2 separate regions of the Mus musculus genome follow, and region 2 is linked to region 1. Evidence: chromatin contacts called from public promoter capture Hi-C data. All regions are on one chromosome and are shown on one strand. Each heading gives the region's core, a stretch centred on a gene start, on an enhancer-like site or on the middle of the called end of the contact. The rest is flanking DNA. Distances are from core to core; before and after follow the strand shown. Region 1 holds the start of Slc6a9 (solute carrier family 6 (neurotransmitter transporter, glycine), member 9). Region 2 holds the start of 9530034E10Rik (RIKEN cDNA 9530034E10 gene).

Evidence for each region. Capture Hi-C pulls out chosen DNA fragments and counts their contacts.
Region 2: a contact with region 1 is called in a promoter capture Hi-C map of adipose tissue, with 2.7 times the contacts expected there. The contact joins the promoter of 9530034E10Rik here to the promoter of Slc6a9 in region 1. A contact is called at or near these places in 1 of 39 promoter capture datasets (cranial neural crest), 1 of 484 Hi-C or Micro-C datasets (the HL-1 cell line), 1 of 115 datasets of contacts at active chromatin or transcription factors (pancreatic cancer cells) and 2 of 9 other capture datasets (adipose tissue and pancreatic islet).

The regions. Positions count from the first base shown.
Region 1 is chr4:117,833,496-117,837,015 of GRCm38.p6, reverse strand. Slc6a9 (solute carrier family 6 (neurotransmitter transporter, glycine), member 9) reads right to left here and starts at 1,758. Exons shown (of 14, transcript NM_008135.4): 1 at 1,539-1,758.
Region 2 is chr4:117,973,207-117,976,726 of GRCm38.p6, reverse strand. It overlaps 9530034E10Rik (RIKEN cDNA 9530034E10 gene), which reads right to left and starts at 1,693. Exons shown (of 3, transcript NR_166452.1): 1 at 1,660-1,693. The region is part of intron 5 of St3gal3 (ST3 beta-galactoside alpha-2,3-sialyltransferase 3); the gene reads left to right.

The DNA.
Region 1 (3,520 bases), core at 509-3,008:
ATCCTTTATCTTTCTAACAGTCATAGCCTCAGACTTGCTTCATTTAAAAAATAGAACAGAAACCAGTCAGTGGTGGCACACACCTTTAGACCCAGCTCTTGGGAGGCAGAGGCAGGCAGATCTCTGAATTCAAGGCCAGCCTGGTGTATAGAGCAAGTTTCAGGATAGCCAGGGCTACGCAGAGAAATTCTGTCTCAAAATACAAAACCAAAAAACAAGAAAAAAAGGAAAAAAAGTAGAACAGGCTTTGTGAGGGAGCTATCATAGAGTGCTAGGTGGGTACGCGGCTCCTTTAAGAGTGACTAGCGAGGGGCGTGGCCTATGGAAAACAGACCCGAGAGGGGGTGCGGCCCCTTTAAGTAGCTGCCCGGCCGGACTTGAAGGCCCGGGACGGGCTGGCAGTGTGGGGCGCGGTCACTTTTGGAGTCATGGCACCGCCCGGAGTGCCCACTTCCTCGAAACGAGACCGGTTCGCTTTAATCAGTGTGCAAGGTGTGTTGGGGGGCGGGCGTTACATCAGCCACCACGTGTGCGCCTCTCAGCTGGCGTGGAGGATGCCGCCCCGCCCCCCGCGGTGGAAAAGTACCCGGGTGCCGAGGTCTCCGCCCCCTTGCCCCGCCCCCGCCCGTCCTCGGCCCCTCCCGGGTCTGCGGGCAAGCCCCCTCCCGGCTCGCTGGCCTCAGCTCCGGCCCGTGTGTGGCTGCCTGCTGCGGGGTACAGGCTGGGAGCAGGCGCTCGGGAGCTGCGGGAAACCAGGCCTCACCTGTGGCCGCCCGCACTCGCCGCAAGCATGCCCAGAAGGAAGGCTAGAGTGAAGGCTCGAGTGGCAGGGCGTGGATTTTTTCCCCCCAGAGTAGCAGTCCCCCAAAACCACTCTCCGCCCCGCAATCCCTTCTCAACGCTGCAGCCACGCGAGCCGCGGACAAAAGAGAACCGGAGGGCGCTGGGGTTCTTCCTCGCTGCTTCCCAGGAACCGCGGGCGCGCGGGAACCGGCACCCGGCGGGCGAGTGGGCGGGCAGATTAGGAAGGCCGCCGGCTGCGGCGCCCAGATAGATAGCCAGCACGGCTGGGAGAGGAGGTGGGGCGAGAGGCTGCACGCGGGGCACAGACCCCGCTGCCGGCTCCCGGCCGCGGCAGACCCACTGGCGCCCCAGAAAGACCGAAGACGCTCTTCGGTTCCGGCGCTGCGCGCACAGCCCCGTACCAACCACCTCCGACCGAGCCGGCGTCGGCACGCAACGCACCCCCTCCATTCCGAAATCACCCTCCCTCCCGTCTGCTTTAGTTCCTTGGTGACAACGATGACACACAGACACACGCACCTACCCAGACCTTCGCGGCGAGACAGACATCCCAGTGCGAGCACTCACACTCTTAGCCACAGATACCCGCAAGCAAACGCTATCTCATCCACGCACCACACACACATCCATACACATCCTGGGGCTCAGCCTCCCAGAGTCACAGAAACGCCCAGAACGACGGCTGGACAGACCTAGGCTCGGGCCGCAAAGCCCCCTTCCCCCAGCTCTCTTACCATACTGCTGCCCCCGGCCCAGGCGTGCTGGGTCCGCACCGCGGTGCGCCCAGGTGGCTTTCTTAAAGGGAAAGTTGCATCAGCCTCCCGAGGCTCTCTGCAGCCGCCAGTCCTCCCGCCCCGCCGCGTTGCCTGCCGCTCCTCCAGAGCTTGTTGTGTTTTGGTTTCGGGGAGGCGGGGGCTAAGAGTTTGGTGAAAGTTTGGAGAGTGAAGAAGGCTTGAGAAACCTAGCCAAGTCCCTCCCCTCCCTGAGCGGCTCCCCTGGCCGCCCTCCCCCGCCCTGGTCCCATCTCCTCCCTCCCGCGTGCCGACTACTCAGACTCCTCCTACCAGGGAATAAGATTACAAGTGGCTCTAGTTTTCTGATGATTGATCCTCACGAACCCCTGGGAGTGGGGCTCGGCAAAGGAGTCCCCTTCTCCTTCGCCTCTCTGCCCTTCAGTTGGGACACTTGGAGGAAGCAGATGTCCTCCCCTTCGGGCTAGGCTTGGAACGAAGCCAAAAGGCCTGGGGCGCTTTGGGGGGCTGGGGCTGCAGTTAGCCCGCCAGGCCCCTGGCCTTCTGCGCCTGCGTTCCCCCTAGAGAGACGTCAAGAGCAAATTCCGTTCCCTTTGCAGTAGCGCCGCTAGAGACTGTGGGCACAGCTGAGTAAAGCCTGGGGCCCACTCCTTGGAATTGCAAGGCTGGGGAGCCCTTTCTCCCCGAATTCTCCACCACTGATTTGATCAGCCCTACCTGGTTAGTTGTGCCACAGAGCCTACCTACTTCAGGTGCCTGGATTGCAGTATCTGCCAAAAGATGCTTTGTTGAGCCTCAGTTTCCTCCTCTGCAAAATGGAGAGAATGACTTAAGGAAATGCATACCCACGTGAAACTCATTGCTCCAGATTGGCAGTGGTGCCTAGCAAATGGAACAGGCTGCCACATTTGCTTACCTTGAGCAAGCTGCCAACCCTCTATCAAACCAGACAATACTGATTGCCAGAGGACTGCTGTTGCTTCGCAGGTGCTCTGCAAAAGGCCCTGGTCTGGAGAGGCAGGCTCCGGATTCCACTCTGTGCCCCGAGTTCTCACCATTTTCCGGCCAGGAAACTTGCTTGTTTATTGACATCCAGTCTCCAAAGAGCAGGCGCATCCATGTCAAAGCCGCGCACAAGATCAACTGGTGTGAGAAGCCACCTTATTAATTTATAATCACTGAAAAAGACAGCAGCCAGCACACTCCCTTCAGTTGGGCCTCTCTCTACCCCACGGCTCAACCACAGCCCTTTCCCAGAACTACCTTCTTATATACTGCTTTCTGCTGTCATGGAACTCACAATCTGTTCATTCTCGAGATTTGGTCAGATCTAGGAAGGCACTTATGTCCCTTTTGAGTTTGCCCGTGAACACAGCAGTTATAAGCCTGCTTGGGGTTTATAGTCTCCCACGAACTAATTACCAGAGTTTTGTATAGAGTAGAGAGGGGACACACACGCAGATCTACCTAAGCAATCTGTTGTGCCTGTGGGCTTTTTTTTTGGGGGGGGGGATTTGAGACAGGGTTTCTCTGTATAGTCCCGGTGGCTGTCCCGGAACTAACTTTGTAGACCAGGCTGGCCTTGCACTCAGAAATCCGCCTGCCTCTGCCTCCAAGGGCTGGGATTAAAGGCGTGCACCACCACCACCTGTGGCCTTTAACTTTGCTTATGTAGAAGTTTCTGGGAGTCTAACTGTGGGTCCTGCAGCAGGCTGTGTAGTTGTGTGTGTGCTCAAGTCCTGGATCTGACCAGATAGTATCTAAACACTTCTCATCTTCCCTACCAGGACTTGGGTTCCTCTACAAGTTGTTTATGGTCTCTCATAGCCTGCCTCCTCTTTAGATTATCCAAAATGGCTCCTTCCCAAGACAGATGGACAGGAGGCTCTTGGGAGAAGCTGCCAGGTAAAGGGAAGGTTGGGGCTGAGGGAGGGGCTTCCATCTAACTTATAGGGATGCGATGG
Region 2 (3,520 bases), core at 444-2,943, 140 kb before region 1:
TGGACCAGGACAGCCAGGGCTACACAGAGAAACCCTGTCTCAAAAACAAACAAACAAACAAAGCCAAGTATGGTGGTACATATTTGTGATTCCAGTGTGGGGGAGCCAGAGGTAGGCAGATCCCTGGAGTTCACTGGCCGGGCAGTCTAGCCTACTTGGCAAGTTTCTGGCCAATAAGACAGCCTCTCTCAAAAGACAAAGTGGACCATATAAGACCATAGTGTGCACAGAAAATAGTGGTGGACCAGAGGGGTCAGCCCTAAGGAAGCTGTCAGGGAGGTAGACATGCTGTAGGCAGGCCTTAGAGAATGAGCAGAAGCTCATGGCAGTGAGGCAGGAAGAGACTTCTGGGTGAAAAGAACAGACACGAGCAGGCATGAGGTGTTTAGAGTGCAGTGAGTGGATCCTAGAAAGTATAATTGCATAGTTATAGAATAGGTCAGAGCCAGGGAGAAGGAAGGGAAGGAAGACAGGGTTTGTGGGGACTAGAGAGGTCAAAAGGAGATAGATTGTGAACATGCATACCAGACTCATCCAAGCAAAAAGGAAATGTGACTGAGCCCAGTTCTGGACCCACCCAAACCTGCAGCTTGTTTCTGCTTTCTTCTGAGCATCCTCAGATGCCAGTTTTGTCCATGTAGCTGCAAGATGGCTGTAGCCCTTCTAAGCCTGGATTGGCCAGCTTTATTTCCAAAAGGGTCACATGGCAGCTCTGTTTGGCTGTGGCCCAGGCTGTACTGGGGTTAGATAGTCTCTGCCACAACTGTTTAGCTCCACTGTTGAAGCATGAAAGTAGCCACAGCATATTATAGAAACAAATGGGTGTGTCCGTGTTCCAGTAAAACTTTATTTATGGGAAGAGACAGCTAGCTTAGAGGCTGCAGTTTGTCTAACCCCTCTTCTAGGCTTGGTGATCTTCATAGTGTAAAAGAAACCCCCTGCCTACCCCAGTGTCCAAATGCCTATAATCTTTTTTATAATTTCTTAGCTAATTTTATCTTATGTGGATGAGTGCTTTGACTTCATGTGCATTATGTGCCTAGTGTGTGTGCCTGTGCTTAGTGCCCTGAGAGCTCCAAAGAGGCATCCGATCCCTTGGAACTGGAGCTGTAGGTGTTTGTAAGTTGTTGTGTGGGTACTGAGAACCAAACCAAAGTCCTCTGCAAGGACAACAAGAGCTCCTAACTGCTGAGCCAGCTCCAGTCTTCCATTCTTTTAGTGTGTGTGTGTGTGTGTGTGTGGTGTGTGTGTGTGTGTGTGTGTGTGTGTGTGTGTGTGTGTTTTGTGTGTGTAGACGCACTCACGTGCATGTGTGCATATGTGCATGCATGTGTGTGTCCTCATCTAGGGCCCTCTGGAATGAAAAGCAGAATGTCATTACAACAAAGGGGGCTGAAGTGCAAGCACCCCCTGCAGAGCATGAGTAAGAGAGAACTTGAACTGGGCACCTGGAGTTTCCAGTCACTATGCAGCTTGAAACATACTGACATAGGCTCGGGGATCAGGCCAGCCCTGCAGTGCTGACCAGCGCCCTGCCTGGCCTTTCCCTGTGTGCAGTTTTTGCCCTTCCACAGCTTCACTATGCCCAGTCAGAAAACACTTTCTCCTCCCTCCTTCCCTCCCTTCCTTCCTTCTTTCCTTTTGCACGACTTTACTTACCTGGGTAGGACCAAAGGGCAGAGTCCCTGAGAACAGGGCTCAGGCTAAACCTTCTCCTTATGTAGACACTGCCTCATTCTGTCCAGCCTCACCTTGAAGGAAGGAATGCTTGCTATGGTTTCCATCCCCCGCCCCCAGGGAGTTTTCTATAGTACCCTGCTGTTCAGATGCCCTCCCCCAGCAGTTCTCTGCCAGGTCCATGAGTGCTTGTTACTCAGAGCCCAGCCCGGTTTAGTCATCATCTCCTTTCAAGAATCTTTCCTCTGTGCCCGATTCCATCTATCACCTTTGTGTCCAAAATACGGGCTCTGGAGATTTCTTCCCCATGATTGGTTCCTTGTCTCTACCATTAGCTTCTGAAAGAAAGACCAGGACTAGTTTACTTTATACTCTCAGCTAGGTCTAGGTCCACAACCTAGGATCAGGGGGCAGAGATGCATTCTGCCGTTTCAGCTAGTCCTGAGTAAGCTGGGAGAAAGGAGCTCGGTGTGGAACCACACTTGGGGGTCCGTCTGTCCATCCATCAGTCCGTCTGTCCATCCATCTCTTTACCTCTGAGCTTTCTCAGGGTACATGCCCACCTAGCCAGAAGATTTGGCATCCGTTTTCCTTAGACTCTTGCTTTCCCATGGGGGAGGGCAGTGAGGCGGAAGGCCAACCAGGCATCTAGGAAGCATTTATCATCCTTGCTTAGACATATCCCAGGATCTTACTGTGCAGGGTCCTTTATGGTGAGGTTACAGCAATTCTGTACTAAGCAAGACCAGGTAAGTCTTAGAAAACGTGTGTCCCTCTGTTTTGTGTGCCCATTCTTCTCCCTGTAGGTTCTGGAAAGGTGGTTCCGTGAGTCTGGCTTTCCCCCTCCGAGATGAGTCTCATTATCAGGCTAGGGTTGGGGCGAAGCCTACAGCTGAGTCTAATAGACAAATGTGCTATGATCTGCCGTCTGAGCCCTCACTGCAAGGCTCTGCCTTCTTGTGCTTTCTATGCTTTACAGCATGGTTATAGAAGTGGCTAAGAGGCGGGGCATCCAACGGGCACACTCACAGAGCTGAAGTTGATCCGTGTTCTAATCTAACTAACAAGCTCATATTACAAAGGTGCTTCTCTGTGCAGATAGAAGGGGCTGGGAGTGGCAGGAAGACCGACAGTGCCCACACATAACCCATCACTCATGATAATATGGCTCAGTCGACTCTCCTGTTGGCCTCTAAGCATGGGCTTGATGTTCTGAGCCTTAGATAGTATTTCAGATTGGGCTGGTGAGATGGCTCAGCAGGTAAAGGTGCTTGCCACCAATCCAGACTCCCTGGGTTCTAACCCGAGAAAGTATTATAGTGGAAGGAAGTTATCTGACTCTTCTAAGTTGTTCTCTGCTCTCCAGGAATGGGCTGTGATATAGTTATGTGTATACACACACACACACACACACACACACACACACACACACACATACACACACGCACGTGCACACGCACACACACACACATAATAAACATATCTTTATTGAGGTGGTTTAGGCAGATGCCAGGTCTGGGATGTTTACTCTCCTCACTGTACCACACACACTCTGCTGACCTGGAGGATCCCTTAAGAAGATCCCGTGATATCATTCCTGACTGTCAGGCTGACTTTTATAACTCACCGTGGTCCTAGCCCAGTGTGTAAGCCTGACAGCAGGGCATCCTCCTGGCTCCCGCCTTGCTATCAGAGGCATTCAGATCAGGTTTACCTTCCCTTAGTGCCCTTCTAGACTCTTGGATCTAAGGGAAATGAACAGGCAGGTCACTGCACAACTTCCGCCTCCTCCTTCTCTTGATCCTTCTCACGCACTCACACGCCCTGCTGGAACCCGATCCGA